Regions from separate parts of the Nothobranchius furzeri genome. Here region 1 is linked to region 2. The links are chromatin contacts, called in public Micro-C maps. All regions are on one chromosome and are shown on one strand. Each heading gives the region's core, a stretch centred on a gene start, on an enhancer-like site or on the middle of the called end of the contact. The rest is flanking DNA. Distances are from core to core; before and after follow the strand shown.

What was found. A called contact is a pair of places that touch in the nucleus more often than the background predicts.
Region 1: a Micro-C map of tail fin shows a contact between it and region 2, with 11 times the contacts expected there. The contact joins the enhancer-like site here to the promoter of LOC107394422 in region 2. A contact is called at or near these places in 2 of 2 Hi-C or Micro-C datasets (skeletal muscle and tail fin).

What each region holds. Positions count from the first base shown.
Region 1 is chr19:11,865,929-11,869,726 of NfurGRZ-RIMD1, reverse strand. No RefSeq gene overlaps it. Among protein-coding and RNA genes, the nearest start is that of LOC139064271, 130 kb to the right of the region's middle. Within about 2 kb of position 2,171, at least 3 of the 3 cell types and tissues checked have an H3K27ac peak or open chromatin away from gene starts, as enhancers often do. A contact at or near this core is called in tail fin, where this site is marked.
Region 2 is chr19:11,519,984-11,523,441 of NfurGRZ-RIMD1, reverse strand. LOC107394422 (zinc fingers and homeoboxes protein 2) reads right to left here and starts at 2,181. Exons shown (of 4, transcript XM_015973353.3): 1 at 1,479-2,181.

The DNA.
Region 1 (3,798 bases), core at 922-3,421, 350 kb before region 2:
TACTGTGGACCTTAAAATATGAACTCACTTCTATATCCAATCAGACTAATACAACATACACTCTAAAAACTAAATGTTGGATTTACATACATAACTATACCTGGATGTCTAATGTAAAAAGTAACATAGTCGTCTTTTGTTATGATGAGGTTCGCGGCTTCACTGTTTCACAAATGGTTTTTCCATCGATAAATGAAATGCAGCAATGGAAATTGACATGAAACAAAAATCCAATCAGACAATAGAAAGATAGGTGATCGCAAAAAAGAACCAATCAGCAATTGGGAGAGGCAGGACTAGACGAGAAAAGAACCAATCGGAGAGTAGAGCTGGCCGCTGTTTTAACAAGTTAGCGGTAACCATATTTGCAGGTAACAGTTGAACAATGTATGGCTAAAAGGAGAAAATGTCCGCAGTTGAGAGGAAAAGCATTAAATGTGACCATCCTGAAAGTATGTGTTTGGTGAGTACACACGCAGGGTCTCTCCTGCTTTTAAACGTTACGGTGGTAGCAGCACAGGTGCTGGAGAGGAGAGGAATGCTGGACCCTAACCAAACCGAAAGCATGGAATGTTTTCCGTCCTGATTAAGGCACTGAGAGTGTGACAAAAGTGTGAAAATGTTAATGCATGTCTGAAAAGTGCATAAAGTGTATAAAGTGCGTAAAGTGTGTAGTGAGGGATTTTACAACATTAAAACATTTATATTTGTAAAAAATAAAGCTGGCTACGTCGCGGACTTCACAGGGTCCTGGTGATTACCTTCAGGTCAAACTTTCAAATTTAGATTTCATGCATGTTCAGAAAATTGATCACAATGGTAAAATGATGAAAATGTGAGGATCTTAGCAGAGTTAACATAACTTGGTTAAGTAAATTCAACATTTAATTTCTTACAGTGTAGATAAACAAAATGCCTTAATGCTTTTCTTTGTAAAATTTCTAATGAGATTTTTTTCCAATGACAGGCTTTTTTCTCAGCTTTTTCCTGCTCCAGTTAATTAAAAGCCACGCCTGTCTGTGGTGTCAAGCTGCGTTTGACACTGATGACTCACATCTGCAGCAGTCATCAGAGACAAGGAGATGGCCAATGAAGGCAAGAGTGTTTATCACTAAAAGTAAATACTTTTACTCAAAACAACATTTTTATAAATAAAAGATTTAGTCTTAACAAACATGATTCCACAATAAATTCTGAGATAAGTCAAACAGATCAACAAGTGAATTATGAGTTATTAAACTTTATTTGTGTCCGAGGCATCTGAGCTTTTGTTGAGACACAAGCGTCGTTGAGCCCCGATGATTCCAGATTGGTCTAAGAATGGATTCCTGTATTTAGTGTGTGGAATTTAAAAAAAGGGGTTAGAAATGCCTTCTAGTGTGAATTATCAGTAATAATTTTATTAAATAAATAAGAATAGTGTGGCACATATAGAATTTATCTAATATAATTTCTCAATAAATAAAAAATAAAATAAATGAAACTTTTTTTGTAAAAAAGACCCCTGGAAATAAACGTGTCACAGTCCAAAACTGTTGTCTATACGTCAAATATTTTGGAGTAAAGGTAAAGACATTTTAAATCAACCTTTACTTATACTTTATTACCACAATTATAGGTAAGTGCTCGTTTGTAGTGCAGAGACGTGGTTATAATGTTTGGCTAATTGGGCTTATTTTAGATTAATTTAAGGTTCAAATTGTTTAAATCTTTCCTAGTTCATGCAGATGTTGCCCTAAGAATTTTTTATTCTTGTCAAAATAACAGTTTTCTAAAAAAAAACATTTTTTAAACAGCAGCTGCTTATTTTCTGTAGTCCAGCTTCTCTGAACTATTTTGACCCACTTCAATCATTTGAGCTATTCAGCTCCTTTGCCAAGTGCGCCTGAGAGGTGCCATAGAAACCAATGTAACCAGTCCAGGCAACTGGCTGTTTTCTGCATATCTAATAACCATTTTTGCACCGAAGCTCCTGCAGAATCTGCTTTAGTTTACGTTTAACTGGGTTTAGAGAAAGTTTCGGTTCATTTCTGTCCAGGATCAACATTCATTTTTGAGGGGGGCTTGTTGGCGAGGGGGTTTGGCACGTTTAAGTGGTTTGTCTTCCTGAGTTTAGGTCGACCAGCAGGTGGCAGTGTGAACTCAAAAATAACCCTCTCCTCTCTGTACTGTAAATCATGTAAAGCTGGTTTGAGGTTAGGTAATACACCATTTGTCCACAAATCTGGGAATTATGCTGCCTTACTGGAAGACGTGTTGTTGGAATCAGGGTGCCACAGCGAGCTTGTTTCCACCTCAGTGTATTTGTTTTTGCAGTGGGGGGTGGGGGGTGGGGGGGGTGGTTGGCCTGAATAACTGACACATCAGAGGGAAAACGGCTGATTCATGGTCACAAAAACAAGTGCTGCCCCCATTTTGTGGCTTTGGATCTCCCTCAAAAACACCAGTTACACACCACAAACTGGTCTGACAAGGACCGCTGGGAAAACACTCCTGCAACAGCAGCAGCAGGAGGGAAAAGCCACAACTGTTTTTGGGATAAAAGAGGAAAAGGAGAGGCTGTGGCTGAACGGTTAACCTGTACAAGACCCATATGAACCAAAGCAGGACCTGCACTCCTAATCAGAGCAGAGAGGAAGGGATAATAGAGGAGGTGCAGGGGGAGATGGGGAGAAGGGAGGAGGAGGAGGAGGAAACTATAGTTGACACGAGTGGTGAGATGGCCCAACAGAGGCCGTGTGAGGACAGCTGAGAGCATTTTCACTACTGACCTACTTCTAGACTCACACACACACACACACACACACACACACACACACACACACACACACACACACACACACACACACACACTAAATCTATAGAGTCAGCTGACAAGAACTAAATCTGATGTTTGCTCGCACTAGAAACACTTTAATTCACAAACCCACCGTGTGAACAAGTGGTTCTATTTGCAGATTCTTTATGACATATTTTCATGTATAAATGCTTAAAGTTTTGTTTATTATTCTTTCCAATCAAAAGTTCTAAAATACTGTTTTTATTTGTTATTTCAGCTCTGCTTGTGCATCATTGTGCACTTTTCTCAGTGGCCTAGTGGTAGAGTGTCCGCCCTGAGACTGGGAGATCAGGGTTCGATTCCTGGTCGGGTCATACCAAAGACTTTGAAAAATTGGGACCCAATGCCTCCCTGCTTGACACTCAGCATTAAGGGGTTGGATTGGGGGGTTAAACCACCAAATGGTTCCCGAGCGCAGCTGTGTCTGCTGCTCACCGCTCCCCCAGGGGATGGTCAAATGCGGAGAATAAATTTCGCACACACACCTGTGTGTGTGACAACTAATGGGACTTTAACTTTTTAACTTTAACCATTAGTGAATTCCTTTAAACTTTTCCACATTTGGGGAAAATTTGGAACTGCTGAGGAAATCTCTTTCCAGCAGCTTTGTTCAAAGCAAGACCAGAGTTTTAACACTTTCAACTTTAAGCTTTCAAACTGGTTTCAGTGGTTCTAGAGGCAGAAACCTCATCACATGGGACAGCACTCTGCTGCCCTCTGCTGACCAGAAACTGTACTTGTGGTTCTAGCAAAAACACCAGTGGTCTCTACCTGCTTCATGGCAAAGGCTTTCACCAAAGGTTTGACCGAGTCACTGCTTTGCAAGTCACAAGAAAGTCACAAGTCTTTCCAGTCAAGTCTCAAGTCAAGTCCAAGTCAAAAACAACCAAGTCCAAGTCGAGTCCAAAGTCATTGGTGTAGAAGTCCAAGTTAAGTCCAAGTCCTTAACTTAGAATTTT
Region 2 (3,458 bases), core at 932-3,431:
GATTATGACATAAGCTGATAAAATAAGGTCATAAAATATAAACAAAACAAATGCATGTACAACTATGTAATTAATGATGAAATGACAATGAAAGCATGTTTCTGAGTGAACGATAAAATCGTGATTTGTGCCACCCTGAAGACCTTTTTGCCCCTCTTCTGCCACTCTATACATTTTTTTAGGTTCGCCACTGCTTATTGTCATGTTATTGTGCAAAAACATCAGTTTAAGAGGACCTTTTCTTGTGTGATAGATGAAATGCTGACTGGTGAGCGCAGACAGCTCGGATCAGAGTGAAAACCAGTAAAGAACCAGTCTGCCTTTAACTGGCACCGAGTCAGCGCTCGCTCAGGCGGGCAGAGCAGCCTTCTGAACCGGAGCTGCTCGTGTCACAAAGGCGATCAGGAAAAAAATAACATATAATTAAACTAACTTTACTGACTTATTATCGCGCGCGCGCGCGTGTGTGTGTTCATCACGAACACAAAGCAGTTTTATAAAAAATTATCCGGCAGCGTCGCTAAATCTACAACATCAAAAAGGTCCGCGTGTGAATAAAAACCTCTCCACGTTCAGTTTGTTTCAATGCGCCTCAAAATGTGGAAAAGTGGAAAAAGTTTGTCTGTAGTAAATAAAAGTGTTGAACTATCAACAGTAGTAAAGTAGTCGTACAGGAGGAGAGAGTGTTTCCATGCAGCCCGCTGACGGCGGCTTCACCTCAGATGACCCAGGCAGCCAGACTGGCTGTCTGCTAGCTACCCCAGTTTGAACCGACCTACAGCGGTAACAACAACAACACTTGCACCGACAACCGCAACCGAAAAGCCGCCACTTGCTGCTCCGCTGATACCGTGTCGCCACCTAAAAGCTGTGTTTACATTCGTTTTTCCCCTCTACATCACTCGGCTGAGAAACTTGTTGGAGTAGGAGCCCAAAAACATAAAAACGTTTCCCGGCTTGAAAAGGATACCATCCAGAGAGGGGCAGCCTCTGCGTGGGGAAAGGCTAGGGCTAAAGCACTTAGCTCCGCCGGGCTGCCTGTCATTAGCGGGGGGCTAACTGGCTAGCGGTTAGCTCCCCCGGCTAATACATTTATTATGGGCACTTTCACCGGTTGGTGGCGAGGGGGGTGACGGCAGAAGTTGGCTTCCCGAAATCATTGCGAGCCGGACGGTGTTCACTTGTCTGACAACTATCCCAAAATAAACATATAACCGAGGCTCGTGCTCTCACACGCTACAAAAGTTACCAAACAATTGGGAATATGCGAGTTTTATTCCCGGTTAGGGTGATAGCAAGGTGATTCCCACTCTGGGAGGCTGTGATGGAGGGGGGACGGTCGCTAGCAGCAGCAGCCAGGGCAGAGAGACCCAGACAGGCTGCAAAACAACCCGCTTTAATAACTTCACTTTTGCGGTCACTTTGGTGAAAATTCCTCCCGAGGAGTTAAATAATGAGAAGTTTTCCACGCATCCTACCTGTGAGCGGCGTGTAGTTTCGAGGCGCGACAGGCTGGAAGTTGGTTTTATTCCCAGATATCCAGAGTGGTGCGGTGCGGAGCGCATATAGCTAGCGCTGGGTACAGTAAAGATTGTAGCATAGCTAACCTAAAGACAACAGTAGACAGGAGGAAAAAAAGAAAAAGCCTCCTCGTTGCTCATAGGGGGGATCGACGACAAAAACCACATGATCTTTTACGTCAGCATATATTTGCATAGGATGCCAAATTTATGTTCGGCGTCCAGGTGACGTGAAAATGTACAGAAAAGTTTGTTCCTGGTTGAGGGGGCTGGCCGCCCGGCTCGGGTTTCGGGGAGAGAGGCGCAGGCATGTGGGAGCACAGCACCTCTGCTCCCCCTCCGGCAGCACCGATCTGCACGTTTCTGCTGTTTCATGACTTGCAGCATGGATGCCTGTGATTAATCACTCCCAGTAGCGTCCCATACATCAACCACTACTGCAATAAAACCATTTTAGTTCATTTTATTTACACCAAAAAATCACTTATCTGCTATAGTACGTTCGTTTTTCTTCTCTGCGCTCTGCAATTCACATTTATGTAATTTCGGATGTATATCACCCACTTATTTATTTATTTGAGCAACAACAAACTATATGCAACCCTTTCCCATCGCGTTTTAAATCGTATTGAAATTTTTGCAAAACGTGACATTTTCTGTATACAGAACATACAATATGCAAAATCATGCAAAAAATGTCCGCGCTTAATTTATTTTAAACACCTGTTTGATCCCATGGCTGACCTCATGAGCAGCCTGCTGTAGCAGCATCGACTGGTCTGTTCAGCAGCTCATCAAAAAAAAGAAAAACTATTTAAAAATCTGAGTGGTTCGGATTTAAAGCAGATGAATTAAAGTCCCCATGTTCAGCAGGCGGCTGTTCGCGTTTTATCCGCTTCATGCATTTTTGATAGATGGGCTTGTTGGTGCGGATTAGATGCAATAAATGTAGGAACGTCCCTTCACATGAGGAAAAAAAGCGGTAAACAGCGACACCAGCAGGCAGATGTGGAAACTACTTCCTTAAGGTTTTAATATAATTAAAATGTTTTTAATTGATTATGTCAAGTTTTAAGAAAAGGTGCAAAATCTCAAACTAGAAAAATTGATTAAAGTGAACTTGTGATTTTTTTTAATTTATTTTCAAAGTCACTTCAAGAAATATTAAGTTTGACAATTTTTTTAATTCAACACTAGTTAGAAATACAATCCAAGGGTATTTCATTTCTGCTTTAGATTTTTCAGATCTGCGAAGAAACTTCGCAATCAGACAAAGATAACGTATTAAATATAAGACTGATGGTTATTTAATTAATTAAGAAACAAAAATCCCATCCAAACCAACCTGACACCAAGAAAAAAAAAAGAATTGCCCCCCTAGATGTAATAAGTGGTTTGAACATCCTTGGAGGCTTTGTGTGTTTGCAGAAATAAAACAGAGTAAATCCCTAAAAGGCTAACATTAAAAAAAATTATGCAAGACAATATTACTCTTATTTTACTCTTTTTCTAAATAAAGATTTGCATTTACCATTTTCTGCATTTTCACTCCTTAGGTGTGTAAAAATTTCACAACAAATTTTACTGATCTGAAGTCATCTGATACTCTTAATGTATATTTAAGAGTTTATTAAAGGTCAAAATGTTCAGAATACCTGCAGAGTCATCCCTCTGCTTGTTCTAAAACATAAAACCTGCTTTCTTTTTGTGTGGGTGCATTTAGAGACAAGCTAGTGAAATAACACAGGGCCTTTAGAAGCAGATCGATGCCATATTCTGAGACTTTCTTTTTTTCCTGGCAGAATAGTTTTTTTTTTTTTTTTTTTTTGCAACTGGAAGCTCTTGCCAGTGTCTCCAGAATACACAATCAGGTAATGTTGCCAGGCAAAAGTGCCAGCTCCTAACCAATAAGCAGAGTTTTGGCAACATTGCTTAGCA